Regions from separate parts of the Zea mays genome. Here regions 1 and 3 are each linked to region 2. Evidence: chromatin contacts called from public Hi-C data. All regions are on one chromosome and are shown on one strand. The core of a region is the stretch at or near the end of the contact, and the rest is flanking DNA. Distances in the headings are between cores, read along the strand shown.

What was found. Hi-C and Micro-C count contacts between places; a contact is called where the count stands out from the background.
Region 1: a contact with region 2 is called in a Hi-C map of ear, with 2.7 times the contacts expected there. The contact joins the promoter of LOC541806 here to the promoter of LOC100501039 in region 2. A contact is called at or near these places in 6 of 25 Hi-C or Micro-C datasets (ear, endosperm, leaf and 2 more) and 1 of 3 datasets of contacts at active chromatin or transcription factors (leaf).
Region 3: a contact with region 2 is called in a Hi-C map of tassel, with 3 times the contacts expected there. The contact joins the enhancer-like site here to the promoter of LOC100501039 in region 2. A contact is called at or near these places in 4 of 25 Hi-C or Micro-C datasets (bundle sheath, ear, leaf and 1 more).

The regions. Positions count from the first base shown.
Region 1 is chr7:27,377,334-27,380,832 of Zm-B73-REFERENCE-NAM-5.0, reverse strand. It overlaps LOC541806 (cellulose synthase 8), which reads right to left and starts at 1,643. Exons shown (of 12, transcript NM_001111488.2): 1 at 991-1,643; 2 at 782-893; 3 at 523-688. The coding sequence starts at 1,485.
Region 2 is chr7:27,753,167-27,756,756 of Zm-B73-REFERENCE-NAM-5.0, reverse strand. LOC100501039 (Transmembrane and coiled-coil domain-containing protein 5B) reads left to right here and starts at 1,478. Exons shown (of 8, transcript NM_001346059.1): 1 at 1,478-1,650; 2 at 1,796-1,885; 3 at 2,523-2,582; 4 at 2,723-2,762; 5 at 2,829-2,925; 6 at 3,218-3,277; 7 at 3,357-3,448; 8 at 3,561-3,590. The coding sequence starts at 1,544.
Region 3 is chr7:27,345,901-27,349,289 of Zm-B73-REFERENCE-NAM-5.0, reverse strand. No RefSeq gene overlaps it. Among protein-coding and RNA genes, the nearest start is that of LOC541806, 32 kb to the left of the region's middle. Within about 2 kb of position 1,384, at least 15 of the 20 cell types and tissues checked have an H3K27ac peak or open chromatin away from gene starts, as enhancers often do. A contact at or near this core is called in bundle sheath, ear, leaf and 1 more, where this site is marked.

The DNA of each region.
Region 1 (3,499 bases), core at 394-2,893, 380 kb after region 2:
AATGCAAAATTATCTACACCACTATGTAGGTTTCTATGAATATACATGCAACGAACATGATGAAAAACATTAACATGAAATGAAGCAACAGATACACCACTTAAAAAAAAAATATAGTTGATGTATCATCTTAGTCTACAAATTCAGCATTGCATAAACAGTTGAGCTTGTATTCTGGATTCTCTCCAACTCATGTAGTTGTGTGGCATCTAGCAATGTAGTAAGTAATAACAAAGCTATATCTGCATATTTTTAGATATACTGTGATTAAATACTGTAACCCTTTATTTCCTAACTAAATTTGATATCACTTTTGTGTGTGCCTAGTTTGAGATTAACAGTTTAATAAAAGTGTACATCGCACTCTTATAACTCATTAGATATCTAGTGCAAGCAGATGGCATCAGCTTACTTCAGCAATAAGCATACAGACTGTAGCGCACCGTCAGCACTCAGCACCCAAAGGAAAGTAATCAAAGAACTACTCATAAGTCAACAAGTGCGGATGAGCACAGCACATACAGTGGCAGATCTGCATCGTCGCCATCCCAATCACCGCCACCCTCGCTCCTGACATGCTGCAGGCGCTCCTGCTTCTGCTTCCAGCCCTCCATTCTCTCCTTCCAGGCCACGCTGCCATATCCGTAGGCGGCCAGATCCTTGGACGGGTCCATGGATCTCGGTTGCACTGCGGCACCAGCAAGACGGTCGTCAGCACACGGGTAGACATTATGGCATTCGCACTGGCAGATTCCAACAGCAAACAGCGTCAATAACGCACCTGGAAGGTTGGGATCTGCGAAAGGGAGCGGGTGGATCCTCTTGCCCCCGCCGCCGCCGCCGCTCATGTAGGACGGCACGAGCGCGTGCTGCTCCGGCGGGATGTCATCAACCTAGGGACGCGGCGAGCATGTCATGATCGAGCTCAACTTCAACCGAAAGCAATGCAAGAAAGCAAGCGGCAGAGGAGAGGGAGAGGAGCAGGCGTACCATCTGGCCGTTGGTGAGGAGCGGCACGTTGGGGACGGGGCTGAAGCCGGGGTGCGCGTCGCCGCCGCGGCCGTAGCTCATCTGCGCCCTGAGCATGGACTCGGCGACGTACTGCGGGTCGTCCTCGTGGGCGGCGCCGTCCTGCAGGCCGAACTCGCCCTCCAGGTCGTCGACGCCGTCCTCCTCCTCGTCGCCGGCCACCCGCGGGCAGCCCTTGAGGCGCTTGTAGCGGGTCCTGCACTGCGGGCACGCCTGCGAGCCCTCGCGGCGCTCGTACTCGTAGCAGGCGCGGCAGACGGGGAAGGCGCACTCGTTGCACGCCACGAAGGGCTCCCCGTCGAAGCCCACCCCGACCTCGTCGCCGCATATCTGGCACGGCGCCTCCGCCCGGCGCGCCGCGCCGCCGCCCGCGGCTCCCGACTCGCGGTCGCGGCGGATCACCACCAGCTCGTTCCGGTTATGCGAGCCGGCCACCAGCCCCGCGCTAGCCTCCATCTCAGGCCCCCCGCCCCGCCCCGCCGGATCTCGCTCGCGCACGAACCCCGCGGCGGCGGCACAGCGAAATGCACGTAGTCCTCCCCTCCTCTGGTCTCCCGGCCGCGGCGACCGCTCACATGCGCACGCGGCTGTGGCGGGTGGGGGTTGTGCTTGGCGCGGCGCCGCTCTGGGCTGCGCTAAGCTGCTCCGGCTCTGGTATATGAGCTGTGGGATGGGTGGGTGTGGTGGTGTGGTGTATAATAATGCCGCGCCGCGTTGGCGTTGGTGCGTTGCTTGTAGAGGCGAGCAGCGCAACCACCGCGTTGTTACCAGCTGCTGATGATTAGCGTGCTGAGGCTTTTCTTTTGTTTTTTTTTCTATCTCTCTCTAAAGAAAAGGAGGGGAGAGAAAGTGTCGGTGTCGGTGAAGCACCAAAACGGCAACTATTGATTGGACTGACAGTGGGTGATAGGGAGAGAGGGGTGGGAAAAGGAAAAGGTTGGTAGAATGTCTGATCAGCTTAATTGTGCTTTTGCTGGCCTGGACATCTCTATTATTAAGGGAAGGTTAACAGCGACACCTGATGTGAACTTGGGTAAAAAATTTCAGTTATGGCTAGTTTGATTTATTTTTTCAAAGTTCCTACCAAAAAAATAAGCTAATTTCTTTTAGATAAATAAAAATCACTTGAGAAAACGTGGTTTCCAAATTAGCCCTTAAAAAAATGTTCGACAAAAGTTTTTATCAAACTACTCAAAGAAAATCTACAGTTTTGATACCATAAATCTGTGGCTTTACAACCATTAACACACGTCTCGTCTTAATTTCTCTAACATTGTGACGATTGACGAATCTATGGCATGCTATCAGTAGCGATGGGGGTGGCTATGAGTAGTGTTGCGTTGCGCCAAATTGTTTTGAAATGCACACATTTCCATTGTTTATGCTATCTTAATATGATTTCATTGTAGAGTACTCCCCCATTAATAAATATATGATACCGTTGACTTTTTTAAAAAAACTTTAACCACTTGTTTTATTCAAAAAATAATAAATTATTATTTTTTTGTTATTTGTTTTATCACTAAAGTGATTTATGCTTGGCTTAAAATTTTACATTTTTGAATAAATATTTTGAATAAGCCGAGTGGTCAAAGTTTTTGAAAAAAATCAACGGTATCATATATATATATATATATATATATATATATATATATATGTGAATGAAGGTAGTATATATTATTTTTTGTAGTCGTGATGAACTCAAGGAAGGGGGATTTCCGGTTATTACCAGCATTTCCTAAAAGTAAGACTATTCTTGTATTCATCACCAATGTTCAAGTACAGTTGGTCAAGTCTTGTATTATCACAGTCACATTAAATCTTTAGCTAGGACCACTTCTTGTTTTATCATGGTGTTCGTTAGAATGGGAGGCAATCTTAAGTGAGTCTGTTTTTGGTGGAGTGTGTAAGATATTATTTATAAAGTAAAGTTTAAAATAAAGGATTAGAGGCCTTCCACGTTAGAGTAGAGTGTCAACATTGACTTCAAAGGTAATAATGTCAGTCAAGACAAGATATACGGTGTGGTGGATGATGGAGATAGAGTGGCGATAAACAATAGAGCGCTACTACTTGGCAAGGGAAAAAATTAACGTGTTTCTCGAGGCACACAATTAAAAGTGTGTTGTGGATCACCTCCGTTTTGACTTGTGAATAAAGCTAGTCTTTGTCAGAGTTTCATTTTTATATTTAATAAGCTGTCACGTAAATATTTTATGATATGAGGACGTTTCAATGAAGAGAGGAAACAAACAAGTTTTATTAGGATGAAACACGATTACCAACTCTCTACGAGTCATAAAATTAAATATCTATAAAGCTAAAACATAGAACTTTCTACTCCTTCCATTCACCTTTGATAGTATTAAAGATATATTCCATTTATATTTTATTTTACTTCACATAACATGATAAAAGCAACATCATAGAACTTACACTCATAGAAGTGAGTAGTACTGATAGGGCTCAC
Region 2 (3,590 bases), core at 229-2,728:
CATGAGTGCGAATAGCCTAACGTGGGCTTAGTATAGACAAGGCAAGCTTGGTGTCTCCATCGTCCTATGTTAGAATTGAACGTTGCAAAAAACTCTAAAGGTACCACCACCTCTCTAGAGTGTCCGTGGGCCCTCCACTCCGAGTTGTCACTCCCGGCACCGGCATACCGCACCGGTTTCTTTTTCTTGAGCCGATGGAGTCAAGCTCTCCCAATTATATTCCATCGGCCATGCATGCTACCCGAATCTTCCTGCCGCGACTCATGAATCAAGTTCTTCTGGTTTTGTCACGATCCTACTCACTGCTCCCAGATGCTGGATATATTAGGTGGACATACCCCCCCGGCCGGCCGCATTTTAATTTTTTGCAAATGCGCAGTGCGCTTGACCTCAGGGGCTAGCTACCGATCACTTCTCCTTGTCTCAGCAGTCAGCAATTGATAGCACAAAAGTCATTAGCCTGGGGCCGGCCTTCCCACTGAGGAAAGGAACAACAGGTTTCCACTAAACTAACTTTAGCTCTCGTTTTTTTTCTTTCCTGCATGCACGTACGGTACAGAGAAGGCGCGCGCGCGCGCGCACACACACACACTCGCTCAACTTTCATCTAGTGTGCACAGGCTATGTCCTTGTCGTCGTACGTCCGTCCCAGAAATCACTATGATGAACTGCATCAACACCACCAGCAGCAACTGTTCCCTGCTGAGACAAGCGCACTGCGCATTATCGGTTGAATGGTTTCCGGTAACTGAAAATTATCGTACATGTTTTCATCCCTACTGTTGAACAATTATCGGTTGAATGCGCAATGGGTGGAGGAAATTCAGAATCATTGAAAACTAGTCAGTAATTTTCACCCCCAGCGGTCCAGTGGAATTCAGGCAAATAATTTATTTACGATAAGTTCCATCGAAGACAATGCCATGAGAAATACATATAAGCCATCAAGACACTTCCTTTGTGCATATAAGCTAACTAACGGGTTGCCTGATTTGCTATTCTTACATAGTCACTCCATAAGAAGAGTTTATTTTAAGGCCTATTCCGATTGCATAAGGATCGAGGGTACTGATGGGATTAAATCTCATTCCATTCAATTTTGAGTAGAAATATATTTAATTCCTTTCTAACCAAACAAGCAAATCATTGAAAAAAAATTAGTCATAACTAGGGGTGTAATATGAACAAATATTATCCGACATCCGATAAAGAATCATTGAAAAGAAAATTAGTCACAACTCACAACTATTTTTAGTGGGTGAGCTTCTATAAAAAAATGCTCCACCAAATAGCTGTAAACCCAAACCGTTTAGCCTGGCTACGAAAACCCATGAAAATCCCAGTGGGCTTGAAGCAAGAGCAAGATTCGGCCCAATAAACCCCTCACATTTTTCACGGGGCCCAGCCATCGGAATGGCGGGATTCCGAAATTTGAAATTCTGGCCTCCTCGCTTGCGTGGCTTTTCATTCCCACCTTCTTCCTTGCCCCCAGCGTCCAGCGACGGCGGCGGCGACGACGACTCATCGCAGCGGGGGAGGACGGATGGCCGCGTCGTGCGGCACTCCGAGTCCGGCTAAGCGGCCCCGTCACTCTGACGTCGCCTCCTCCGGCGGCGACTCTGATTCTGACTCTGACGGGGACCTCGTCAGGTACGGCCGGCCTCACCTCAGCGCCTCCCCTCGCTCACGGACTCGCTCTAGAACATTCCTCTTTCGAGTTGGATTGCGAGCGATCCTTTTCTTCTTGGTTTCCCGGCATTATCCGAGATGTTCAATTCCGTGGTTGCGGCGGCAGTGACCTCAGGGAGATCGTGTGCCTGCTGCGGCTTATCAAGGGTGGGGCCAACAAGGACGGGCAGAAGATCTGTGAGCAGGTCATTGCCAGGTGAGATGCAAACCTGTAGGAATCCGAATCTCCTTGCGACTGCAAACAATTGGGCTCATCGCATAGGTATTCGTTAATGTCAATGTTTTGTTGCATGATGCTGATGACTTACGATTGCACCGACCATTGGCCTGTATGATTACATTCGTCAGTTTTTGTTGCGTTTACATATTGCTGGTGAAATGTTGTCCTATCTGCCGTCTGCAGTCAATGCAATTGTGCTACCATTTAGGCTTCAATGCAGTTTTGGCAAGGGAACTCGTAATGGCCCGCGTTTTTTTGTAGTGAATGGATGGAATTAAGACAATATTTTTGATAATTGTGCTGTTCTGTGTATGGAGCTTTATGTTTCATGGATTAACCTTTGGTGTTTTGTTGATGTTGCTGTGCCATATAGCTTGTGGTCTGAATTTCTTCCTAAAGTAGTATTACTCTTCTTGCAATGGAGGTCCGGTTCGGCCCTCGTCCCAATAATATGATAGTTGTAGTCGCATAATTGTAAGAGTGAGTTTATCCATGTGACTTGTCGAATTTTTCTCTGCTGAGTAGGCTAAATGCATGGTCTGATGAAATCTGGAGGTCCTATTCCTTCATCTGTATCACTACAGTTTGTTGTTAATTGTTTCTTAACCTGTAGTGTGGCAGCAGATATTCAGACTATGCTAGAAGAAACCCAACTGAAATTTGAGGAGGAAAGGTATTTGGTATTTGAACCACTCAATTTTCCCCCATTAACTTACTGAGAGCATCTGAAGCCAGTTATAATTACGGGAGCTAAACAAAAATATACATCTTCTGTGAGAACACACTAATCTGTGTTCCTATTTGTGCATGCAGACAGAATTCGTTAAAAGTACTGTCTAACACTTCCAAAGAGGTATTCATAACAACCTGTACTCCAGGGTTTTATTTTCTTCTAAAATGACATGGATTTGTACTTTAGCAGTGTGAGAGTTCACTGAACGAAGAGTACAGCAAGTTTCAGGAAACATATGATACGTTCTGTAAAGAAAAGGATGCTCACATGCAGACTTTCAGAGGTAGGTCAAACAAGAGCAGTATCAATTTCTTCACTTCCATATGAAGCATGGCTCTTTTTTTTTCATTTCCAAAACAAACTACTAGCTAGGATACTTGATTTATTAATTCACGATTGAATTTAGAGTACACCTTGGAATGAACCTGTGTGCTTTGTTTACTGAAATTTGCTTTTTGTTGACTTGTTGCTACTTGCTAGTTATACAAATAGATTTTAATTATGTGCCTTTAAAAAGCATGGCTTGACAAAAACATTAGCCTATCAACTAAAATCCTTATACATGTTATCTGCAGACCTGTTGTCAAAAGTTGAAGTTGAAAAGAAGAAATTGCTTGAGAAGTACGAACATCATAGTAAGTAGTAGGAAGACTTGCCAAAATTTGTGCGATGGACTCTTGTTTACTTGACTATCATCGTCATTCTTTCAACCAGTGGAGGAGGAGACCAACACATTATCGGAACTTGACGAAACAATCTCAGAGAAGGTAACACATGCGGAACATTCTGTCAGAAGGGTGAACCAGGTACATCTTGAACATCCGTTCGCAGCGTATCTTCCTCTGATAATCCAAATTTCTTGAGCTCGAGATTCCGGTACTGATTTTACATTTCAATTTCATTGCTTCATCTATGCAGGATGGCAAGTCATTTATCGTCTTTCGCAAG
Region 3 (3,389 bases), core at 135-2,634, 410 kb after region 2:
CAGGCTGATTAAGTGATTAGCGTCGCTCCGAATGACAGTTTCAAGTTGGAGATCTTTGTTTATGTCAAATTGCACCCTGTTCAAATACTCTGGACCGTTCCAGTGGTAGCTCGTGTGGACACCGTGGCTTACACACTCCATCTTCCACCATCTTCACCTATCCACCATCTGTTTCATGTCGATATATTACCAATGAGAGTTAGTTACTGCTGTGCCGCCCAAACCGTGTCCAGGAAAAATGGCTAGAACCAAAAGTAAAAAATATATTAACTATTAGGATTAAAACTATGAAAGTATGAATGACAAAATGTAAAAAGAAAAACAATAGCTGATCACGTTTCTGTAACTTTTATAACCGACACAATGATTGCTGATCCAGTTGTAAAAAACGATCCATCCATATCTTCACAAAGAAAAGAAAAGAAAAGAAAAAAGATATTCGCACAATGGTGAAAAAAGATAAAATTTTGTCCGTAGTTTCATGTTGCAGTATACTATATATTGAACAGAAGATTTAATGCTTTGTGAAAATTACTTTTCATGATCACATTGTTGCATCGACCTTGTAATGTAAAAACAAAATCTGTATTCTAAGTTACCAGCACTCAAACTTCAAAAAGGTTTAACCTATGACCATCCTATATCAAAGAGTATTGCAGTTTTAGCTACTTAGCACTAAAAAAGTTTTAAACTTGGACTATCCTTAAATCTAGGAGTGGTTAACTGGCGCCCTGTCAATATAGTTGTACCATCCCCAAATTATATTCCGGTGCACAGGTCCATAATTTAGCATTACTTAGTTGCTCGTACATTGCTACGGATTTTATATATCATACGAGTATATTTCGCTTGAATGGGATATTTATACCAGCATGATTTTAATTTATATATATATATATATATATATATATATATATATATATATATATATATATATATATATATATATATATATATATATATATATATATATATATATATATATACACACAGATATTGACGCTTTAGGGGTGTTTGGTTTCAGCCAATTAAAATTTAGTCTCTGTCACATCAAATGTCTATATGATTGTTACAAGTATATAGATTAAATATAGTCTAATTATAAAACTAATTACATAGATGAGGACTAAAAAGACAAGACAAATTTATTAAATCTAATTAAATCTATATTTAATATTTATACTTGATATTTAAATAGTTGACGTAACACAGGTTAAATTTTAGTCCGTGGAACCAAATACTCCCATGTTGTAGTAGTAGACTTACCTGGCGGAAAAAAAAAAAGACACTGCGCCAAGAAAAACGAGCAGTACCTGTACTTGTTGGGCCTAAACAGTTTGCGAGCCCAATTCCCTTGCGTGCGATATGAGTTTTGTGTCTACGCAGCACATTTGGATTTGCCACGTACGGACCAGACAACAGAACAGAGGCAAGTAATTTTGGCCCACTGGAGAGCATCCGATTGCAAAAAGTGGTGACTTGTTGATCTCAACTAGTTACTTGCCCATGCATAAATAATGTTTCTATATATATCATATAGGCTAACATTTGCTTAAATACGATAATTATTCAAATACGATATAAATTCATAAATTAGTTGAGTGCGAATGGCGAGATATGTGGTGCGGGCTTAGACAAGTTCAAAATTTTTCTCTCACGTTTTCACGCTTGAGAGATCACGAACACTGAGGATGGAGGTATTGAACTATAGGTAATCAAATGGGTTGTGTCTAGCATGCCAACCTAAGGCACGATCCATTTAATAGTGTCACCGCGCGGCTTGATACAATTTAAAGTGGGCTCTTATCGTGTCTCGGTCGTCTTCACGGCCATAGTGCTCGGCTCGGTCTGGTACAATTTTTATGTTAAAATTATTAGTATATATATTTATAGTACCTATCCTTTATATATCACAAATCAACAAGTGATGTCGTGGTTAGAAGGAGATATTTTGTTCCTTGCGACCTGGGTTCAAAAATTATTTTTGGCAGGTGGGAGGCGAACGAGCGCATGCGAAAAGGAGGACGACGTACGAAGGAGAAACCCCACATTATAGTAGTAGAGATCAGCACTCTTGGAAGTTTACAATTGACATACTTTGGAAGGCAGTAGTACAATGCCACATTTTAGTGTTTGCTAACCTTAGCCTAGCGCAAAGAGAGAAAGAGAGGTGGCTCAGTTACGGTTGCCAACAATAGTGGCAATAGCACCACATATAAGGTGTGTCCCTTCAACCGTAGTTGTAAAAATCTGTAACAGAGTATGGATCCATTCGTGACTTGGGTCTATGATACATCACACCTGCACATTGAGGAAAATCCAAATTGCTAGGACGTGACATCCTAGACCAAGACCTAATAGAATTGATAGAATACTTATACCAACAAAGTTATCTTCTTCTTTTAGAAGTATGACTCGAAAGAACCCCTAGTCTATGTGTGCTTGTACAATGGAGGCATGCAAAGATTTGGTTGTGTGGGGTAACCAGTTGGGATACTTTATGTCTCTTTAGATTGAAAACCCCTCGGGACCTGAAATACCTATCATACCCCTATGGTACAAAAATTACTTCCTTGCCCTCACTGTAGGTAGATTTCTCTTCCTACACCGCTGCCACTAATTACTCTAAAGGATAAAATACTCCCAAGTCATCATTTTTAGGCTATCTCCAACCTCCAACGCTATCTTCTATATCTCTCTCTTCTATATCTGTCCTTCACATTCTACTCTAAAAGATTTCCTTCTCTATTTCTCGTTCGTACCTAACATTATCCTCTTCATCTATTTCTCATTCGTCTCTAACATTATCCTCTTCATCTATTTCTCATTCGTCTCTAACATTATCTTCTTCATATCATTCTCTATAAGTCAAAGACCGATATTAGAGATGTTATTTGCTCTTAATTTTTATGCACATATATTTTCATACCCTTAAATGTGTATGCATATTTTAGTTTTGTTTAATCCACTGTCTAAATGTAAACGGATAGACAAACCTCTCCACATAGACAAACTCCACGATCCGCGGATGGAAGCATAACAACCTCTCCACCCCACTTCCGCACGTTCCCTTTCCATGACCTCCACCTTGCCCAGTTTAGCGGGCAACTAAGGAACATAAATGGGGAACGTGCGACACGGAGGCTGTGTGTGCGCAAACGAGGGAGAGGAACACAAGGCTAGTTGTCACACCTAGATTTAGAAGGTTAACCGAATGCGAACCATGTACGTGCCAGGATCAGAAATTCACGTACACAACAATTACATAATTGAACATCATCACACAATGCTGAAATAATAGAGGAAATAAGTATTACTTTATTACACCATGATGCCCAAAACATCCCCATAGTCATTAACTTAAATATAAATCAAAGTGCTGAACGAAA